2 separate regions of the Mus musculus genome follow, and region 1 is linked to region 2. A link is a contact called in public promoter capture Hi-C data. All regions are on one chromosome and are shown on one strand. The core of a region is the stretch at or near the end of the contact, and the rest is flanking DNA. Distances in the headings are between cores, read along the strand shown. Region 1 holds the start of Olfr649 (olfactory receptor 649). Region 2 holds the start of Hbb-bt (hemoglobin, beta adult t chain).

Evidence for each region. Promoter capture Hi-C pulls out the DNA fragments that hold promoters and counts their contacts.
Region 1: a promoter capture Hi-C map of pre-B cells shows a contact between it and region 2. The contact joins the promoter of Olfr649 here to the promoter of Hbb-bt in region 2. A contact is called at or near these places in 2 of 39 promoter capture datasets (hippocampal neurons and pre-B cells) and 3 of 484 Hi-C or Micro-C datasets (LSK cells, embryonic stem cells and granulocyte-monocyte progenitors).

Annotation. Positions count from the first base shown.
Region 1 is chr7:104,188,548-104,192,497 of GRCm38.p6, forward strand. It overlaps Olfr649 (olfactory receptor 649), which reads right to left and starts at 1,658. Exons shown (of 1, transcript NM_147055.1): 1 at 720-1,658. The coding sequence starts at 1,658. The coding sequence ends at 720.
Region 2 is chr7:103,811,472-103,815,404 of GRCm38.p6, forward strand. It overlaps Hbb-bt (hemoglobin, beta adult t chain), which reads right to left and starts at 2,452. Exons shown (of 3, transcript NM_008220.5): 1 at 2,307-2,452; 2 at 1,968-2,190; 3 at 1,053-1,313. The coding sequence starts at 2,398. The coding sequence ends at 1,185.

The DNA.
Region 1 (3,950 bases), core at 408-2,907, 380 kb after region 2:
GAGCAGCAGTGTACTCACGTGCATTTAAATAAATAAATAAATCTTTAAAAACAAACAAACAAACTCTAGAAACTTGTGACATCATGATGTCTCAGCAAGTAAAGGTCATTGTCCCCAAGGTAGAAAACCTACCTTTGATCCTCAGAACCTACATAGTGGAAATAGAGGACTACCTTCCCTACAAGTTGTCCTCTGGCCTCCACATGAAAACTGTGTCATGCACGTGTCCGTATTGATATACACACACACACACATATACATGTATGCACACACAAATGAACAAATTTAATTTTCTTAATATAGAAATCTATAGGATCAGCAGTAAATTTTCTACCTTACTATGATGCATAAATACAGAATTAAGGTGTGTGTAAAAAAATAACTGATTTGTCACAAATATTTTAAGTGAAAACAGAACAGCAACTTCCATTGTTATCAATGAGTCTTTATTACCTTAGCACAGCCAAAAAGAATTGAAAGATTCTCCTTAAGATAAGTTGTTTATTTTCAGAAGCGAGATAAATACCTTTATCTTCTAAACTCTGAGCTTCTTTTCCTAAAACTAAAATGGTTGAGGAGGCTTCTGCATAAAATAACTAAGAAAGCAAAACCCCAATAGCTCCATGTGTCGTCTCCTGGAGGTCAGTGGTTGCTGGTTCAGCCTTTTACCTACTATACTTTATGAAATGGCCCAAGATCCAAGACTTCAGTCACTGAGATCATTTGGGGAAGAGCAGAAGAATGGCTTTGTCCCGGATCTGCTTGGTCTTCACTCCATAGACAATAGGGTTGAGTGCAGGTGGGATGATTACATACAGGTTGGCAAACATAATATGAAAAGTGCGGGGGACATTTCGCCCAAAGCGATGAGCAAGGATGGAGAAGAAGGCTGGTATATAGAACATGAGGATGACACAGACATGGGAACCGCAGGTGCTCAGGGCCTTCTGGCGTGCATCTCGGGAGGGAAGGCGAAAAACAGCACATAAAATGAGAGTGTAGGAGATGGCTATGAGGATCACATCTATAATCACTGTCATGATGGGGACACAAAACCCATACCAGATGTTGATGGAGATATCTGCACATGCCAGCCGGGCAACACCAATGTGTTCACAGTAGGTATGGGCAATGATGTGTGTCCTGCAGAAGGGTAGGCGATTCACAAGGAAAACACATGGCACAAAAACACAGAAACTTCGGAAAGAGATTCCCACAGCAATTTTGACAATGGTTTTGGGTGTGAGAATAGTGGTATACCTCAAGGGTGAACAGATGGCCACATAGCGGTCAAATGCCATGGCCAATAAGATAGCTGAGTCCAAGACAAAGCTGTAGTGTAAAAAGAATAACTGAGTCAGACATCCAGGAAAACTGATTTCCTGAGGACCAAACCAAAAGATGCTAAGGGTCTTGGGGACACAGGTGGTAGACAATATGAGGTCAGTCATGGCCAACATGGAAAGGAAGAAGAACATGGGGGAATGAAGACTGTGTTCCACTGCAATAAGGTAGAGAAGGATGCTGTTGCCCAGGATGGCCACGAGATAGATAAAGCAGAAAGGGATACTGATCCAGACATGGTACTGCTCAAGTCCAGGGATGCCCGAGAGAGTGAAGGGGCCAGTGTTGTAGCTACTCACGTTGTGCATAACCATTGAGATCTGAAGAATAATTAGTTCTTCTGTCCTAAAATCAAGCGTGTATGGTGAGCATGAGCAATTGTGCACTCACTCTTTCTCCACAAACTCTTTGGGAGCAGTTCTGTTTTCTATATTTGAAAAAGAAAATCCGATTACCATTAAGAGCAATACTCATGGGCAGGAGAGATGGCTCAGTGGTTAAGAGCACTGGCCTCTCTTCCAGGGGACTTATGTTCGATTTCTGACACTTATTTTGTGGATATGGTGGCTCACAGTCACCTGCTAAATCCAGTCCCACATCCTGATCTAAGCAGGCAACAGGCACACACATAATAAATACACATATATACATTCAGGCAAAACACTCACATACAAAGTAAATAAATAAACAAACAAATTCCCCTCCACCCCAAAGAGAGTCATGGTCATGACTTTAACAAAGAGCTATCAGACCCCTGGTGTTAATTCCCACATTTCAATAGAAACCAAATCAAGAGAAATAACTTGTCCAGTTTATAAAATGCTAATCCTATTTAAATGACCATGTTTTCCCTGAGTCTATATAATTCATCACTGCATGGATATGTATAGGGAAAAGTATTCTAACTGCCTTCAGGAATAGGATTACACTAAAGAGAATGTCCCACTATCGGGAACATGAAGTAATTTAACAATTTTGGATGCCTACTTTACTCCAACATGTCTAATGTGTTATCTCATTTAGAAACCCTTCGTTAAAAATGAATTTTGTCTCCAGATGGTGGTGGCGCATTCCGTTGACCCCAGCACTCTGAAGGCGAAGGCAGGCAGATAATCTGTAATTTTGAGGCCAGTCTGGTCTACAGAGTTCCAGGACAGCCAAGGATACACAGTTATACCTTGTTTGGGGGAGGTGGGGGGAAGGATTTGTTTCTTTTTCTTTTGTTTTGTTTTGAGAAACTCAAGTCATCCCTCTGGCCAAGGAGCCAAATCACTAGATTCCATGACCAGTATTCTTTCATGGGGTCACCCTTTACCTGGTGGTACATGCAGATCTTGTGAAATGGCAAGGATTCACAAGAGATTTTAAGATGTAAAAGGAACAGTCCTAAGCGGAACCCAGATCTGTCAAAACACCAACCCACCCCAGTTTCGGTCACTGTCCTCCTTGGAACCTGCAGAAACAAGCTCTCTGAGACAGGACTGCCTGATGCCGCCTCGTGAAGTAGATATGAAGCTGAGCCTCCAATCTACCTTAAGGATGAAGGAGAAAACGCTTAAGAGTTGGAGAAGACTGAGTCTTTGTATTTTCTAAATATAATGCTGGAAGGACCTCTAGTGGGTGAACACAGAATTTTTTTATTCTAAATGCTGAGTTGAAGCAATACCCGCCCCGCCCCCCCAATACTCAGATTTGTTTTGAGAATTTTCAGCATTCGACAATTGAAAAATCTTAGCATGAAACCACTTTTGTAACTTTCCTAAACGTCATCTAAGAAGATTGGGGCCTGGCTTGGATGGTATAGTGCCTGCTTTGCCTATAGAAAGAAGATTTATCACCCTCCCCCCACGTCCTGGTGCCACCACATGCCTGTAATCCCAGCACTAGGGAAGATCAGAAGTTAAATTCATCCCGAGCTAAATAGCAAATTTGAGGCCAGTCTGGGATATATGAGGCCCTCTCTTTAAGAAACAAACAAAACCTACAAGACACATCATAATATTATCCATATTTTGCAGATGTAGAAACTAACCCAGAGAGCAACACACTCTCTTCCAAAGACTACACAATAATTGAACAATAAGTCTCATAGTCGAAATCAAACACCAAGCCTTTTCCAAAACCTCTATGTTCACAAGCAAAATTCACTACACAGCCGGTAATTTTATGGAAAACAGAAAATACGTATTATCAGAATAGCAATAGGCAGAGGATTGCATAGTGTAAAGAACACATAGCAAACTAAAAAATGCAAAACCTGCCAACAGTATAATAAACATACCACTAACGACTACAACATTGTCTGAACAAATTTTCAATTTTAAAATCTGCACACTCAGTAAAGGTTTTCCAAATAAAATCCAATTATATGTTGCTGACATGTGAAACACACAAAATAATGGAGAACAGATAAAATAAAAGGATAAATAGGCATATTTTGGATAAATTTAAATATGATAAAATAAAGCTTAGCAAAATGGAAATCAGAGAAAGCACTTTTGAGGTCAGTGAGAAGTATTGGCAGGTAAAGGCCCTTGCCTTCAAGATCAGTAACTTAAGTTTGATGCCTGGGATCCAAAGAGTGGGAGGAGAAACTGACTCCTGCA
Region 2 (3,933 bases), core at 1,202-3,701:
CCATGAAAACTTCCTATGTCTGCAAAGGCTATCAAAGAACAAAACATTTCTGCTCATATTTTCCATAGTCCTTATTTACCCCTTATTATTGCCTCCTGTTCTCTAGTTCAAGTTGTGAGTATGTGAAGTTTCATTATCATTGTTAATGGGAGAGGCTGGGTACCAGGGCTCAAGAGCTCCTGGGTTTCCTCTTCAAGCATATCTCTGTAACACAGTGGGGTTTTCTAAGATAACAGAGGTCAGGAGAAAATGGATAATGTTCATAGAAAAGCAAGCAAGGAAGACACCCTTGAATAGTAATCAAGGCCCTTGGTCCTGTGAAGGCTCTACGCCCCAATATAGGGGAATGCCAGGACCAGGAATGGGAGTGGGTGGGTTGGGGAGCAGGGGGAGGGGAGAGGGGAGAGGGGATTTTTGGAGGGGAAACTAGGAAAGGGGATAAAATTTGAAATGTAAATAAAGAAAATAATAAAAAAGAAAAAATATATTTGATATATATTTTAGATAGATAGATAGATAGATAGATAGATAGATAGATAGATAGATAGATACATAGATAGATACATAGATAGATACATAGATAGATAGATAGATAAAAGAAAAGAGTGATGGATACTTGAGGCAAGAGAAATTAGACTAAAGTCTCTGAGATACTAGACAACAAGCAGAAAATCAAGGGGCATTTGTGAGGAAAAATTAGAACAATACAAAAAACTATAAAACATAGTATATGTCTATGCTGTAAATTAAACCCCTATTTAACTTCTTTTTCTGAGAAATGGATGTCAGGGAAGGTTGCTGACGGAATAGCCACTTACTATCTCACCACTTATCACAAAGCTGCAGAAGTCAATTACCAGGAAGTCAAAGTGAATACCTTGTTTCTGAACTCTCACTTCCTCTTTGGTATTTTATTCTTGAATGGTTTTAACTGAAATAGAATGGCATGACTTTTACCCTCACTTCCTTCCCTCCAGCATGCCCCAACTGCTTTATATAATAAATATTTCACATTAATCCTTGCAAGAAACAAAAGTAATCAAAACACAGAATTGAGATGACAGTAAATATCATTTATTAGATAAAAGCTAGATGCCCAAAGGTCTTCATCATTTCCCCACAATTGACAGTTTTTCTCTAGGGGACATATAACCTTTGTGCATAGACAATAGCAGAAAAGGGGCTTAGTGGTACTTGTGAGCCAGGGCAGCAGCCACTCCAGCCACCACCTTCTGGAAGGCAGCCTGTGCAGCGGGGGTGAAATCCTTGCCCAGGTGGTGGCCCAGCACAATCACGATCATATTGCCCAGGAGCTGTGGGAAGATGGAAGAACCATCAACATAACTGTAGAGCAAAAATACCAGATACTGCAGGCTTATTTATAAAGACATTTGTTTGCAACCTTAAACTGCTGACAAATTATTATAAGAATCCTATGTCAAACAGAATTTATATGTAAAATATATTCTTCCCCTGTCACCCTGGCATAAAAGCCAATTATGCTACTATTCTTGAGAGCTATGAGAAGAAACAGGGACATATCTTCCTTGTCCTCTGAGTAAGTTACAAGGCAATATTTAAAAAGACAAACAAAAGTAGATCAAAGAAGAAGAAATGAACTGAGGGAAAGGAAAGGATTAGAGAAAGAGAGAGGAGAGAGAGAAGGACTGGGAGGAAAGGAGGAGGGGAAGCTGATATCAGGATGGGAAGTAAATAACCAGCTTAATTAATTTAGTAAAATGCAACTGGAAATTAAAAGCTTACCAAAGAAAGAGGAAATGACAACACAGAACAGAGTGAGGGGGAGCAGCGATTCTGAGTAGAGAATAAAATATCCAAACTCTTGTCAACACTCCACACACAGTCATGGAGACTGCTCCCTAGAATCGCTTCCCCTTTCCTTCTGATAGGAAGGTTGAGCAGAATAGCCAGGGGAAGGAAACCCAGGAGGTGCCCATCAGACTCACCCTGAAGTTCTCAGGATCCACATGCAGCTTGTCACAGTGGAGCTCACTGAGGCTGGCAAAGGTGCCCTTGAGGCTGTCCAAGTGATTCAGGCCATCGTTAAAGGCAGTTATCACTTTCTTGCCATGGGCCTTCACTTTGGCATTACCCATGATAGCAGAGGCAGAGGATAGGTCTCCAAAGCTATCAAAGTACCGCTGGGTCCAAGGGTAGACAACCAGCAGCCTAAAAAGGGAAACATAGACAGGGGACACTCAAAGTTAGTGCCTGCTGGAAAGCAGACCTCTGTCTCCAAGCACCCAACTTCTACTTGTGAGCTGCCTTGTAACCTGGATACCAACCTGCCCAGGGCCTCACCACCAACTTCATCGGCGTTCACCTTTCCCCACAGGCCAGAGACAGCAGCCTTCTCAGCATCAGTCAGGTGCACCATGATGTCTGTTTCTGAGGTTGCAAGTCAACACAACAGAATCAGAAGCAAACGTAAGAAGCAACTGACCCTGCTCAGCTTTATATACCCAATGCTGGCTCCTGCCCACTCTGTCCTCTCTGAGCAGATTGGCCAATGCCAGGGTGTTACCCTGCAGGGTGAGGCTTCAGAGATGACAACCATATCTACACAGGGTGGCTATGGCCCAGGCTTAAGACATTTGAGTTCTGGGTCTCACTCTGAGTAGTGTCTGTTCTTATCCTTGCAGCTAATTCTGTTTCTATAACATCTTCTTTAAATACTGTATTTTTCAATTCTTGCACCAATAACATAGCTTGTCTGTTCAATATTATCTCTTCAATATTGTTTACTACACAAATAAAAAATTAAAACACATTATACATAAGAAAATTTGCCTGTTCTGTTTTGTTTTGATCTGGGTATGTTGGTTCGTTTTCTTTTAGTTTGAGTGCACAAGAGGATCACCCCAATTATGGAACATAAGAAAAGAAGACAAAATAATCATTTTTCTATTGTTTTTCTAACTATTTTTCTTCATGTTTTGAAGAAACCTTCAGGTAGGAAAATAAATATATATTCATTTCTTTCATACTTGTTTGGTTTGTTTCCTTCATTCTTTAATTTGTTAATTTAGTCACATGATTTATGGGAAGTAGCACACAAGTGAATTGATCACGTCTTGGACATTGCTCTCTCTTTTAGTTTTTGGGAGCCAGAGAAGGAAACACAGAACTCTCAATTTGGAAAAAATAAAAAAGAAATACAAAGCTACTTATAACCCTAAGATTAGTGGCAATATTCAGAGATAAAGAAAGAGGGAGGGAAAGAAGTGAGAAAGGTTTTCCTAGTGACAGGTAAACCCAGTGAAGGGATCTTGAAAGATATTCTCCCTGTGTTAAGTGTTGAAGAGTTTTCTTCCTCTCTCTCTCTCTCTCTCTCTCTCTCTCTCTCTCTCTCTCTCTCTCTCTCTCTCTCTCTCTCTCTCTCTCTCCTTCTCTCACTAATTCAGTCGCTCATTCTGCTGCTTCCTGGGCACTGTGTATACTGCATATGTTTTAGAATCATTTTTTTACTTCATAGTCCCCACCTATTCCCATTTGTACTCTATATTTTTCATTACTCTTAAATTATTTAATTTTATCTTCATTCCTTTTCAATCTTGTTTTGTCCTCTAAACTCTCACATAAAATGTCCTAAACTTTTCATGCTAAGAACTTCTGGTGTGCTTTTCCTTCTTGGTATTAAAAACCATGGGAAGCCTTAAATAAGCTCTGAGGTTCACACAAGGAGAAGGTACAAAAGTGGGAGGAGAAGGACCTGGGAAGAGAAGCTTCTGTGTGAGATGATGAGGGAGGCACTTAGGGATGAGAATGACTCAGGGCATGAAAGAGATATGTGAAAATAAGAAGGGAACTTCCCCTGTGAAGGGAAGAAGCAACATGCACTACTGAGTAGTGAATTACCTCAGCTCGCTCTCTCTCTCTCTCTCTCTCTCTCTCTCTCTCTCTCTCTCTCTC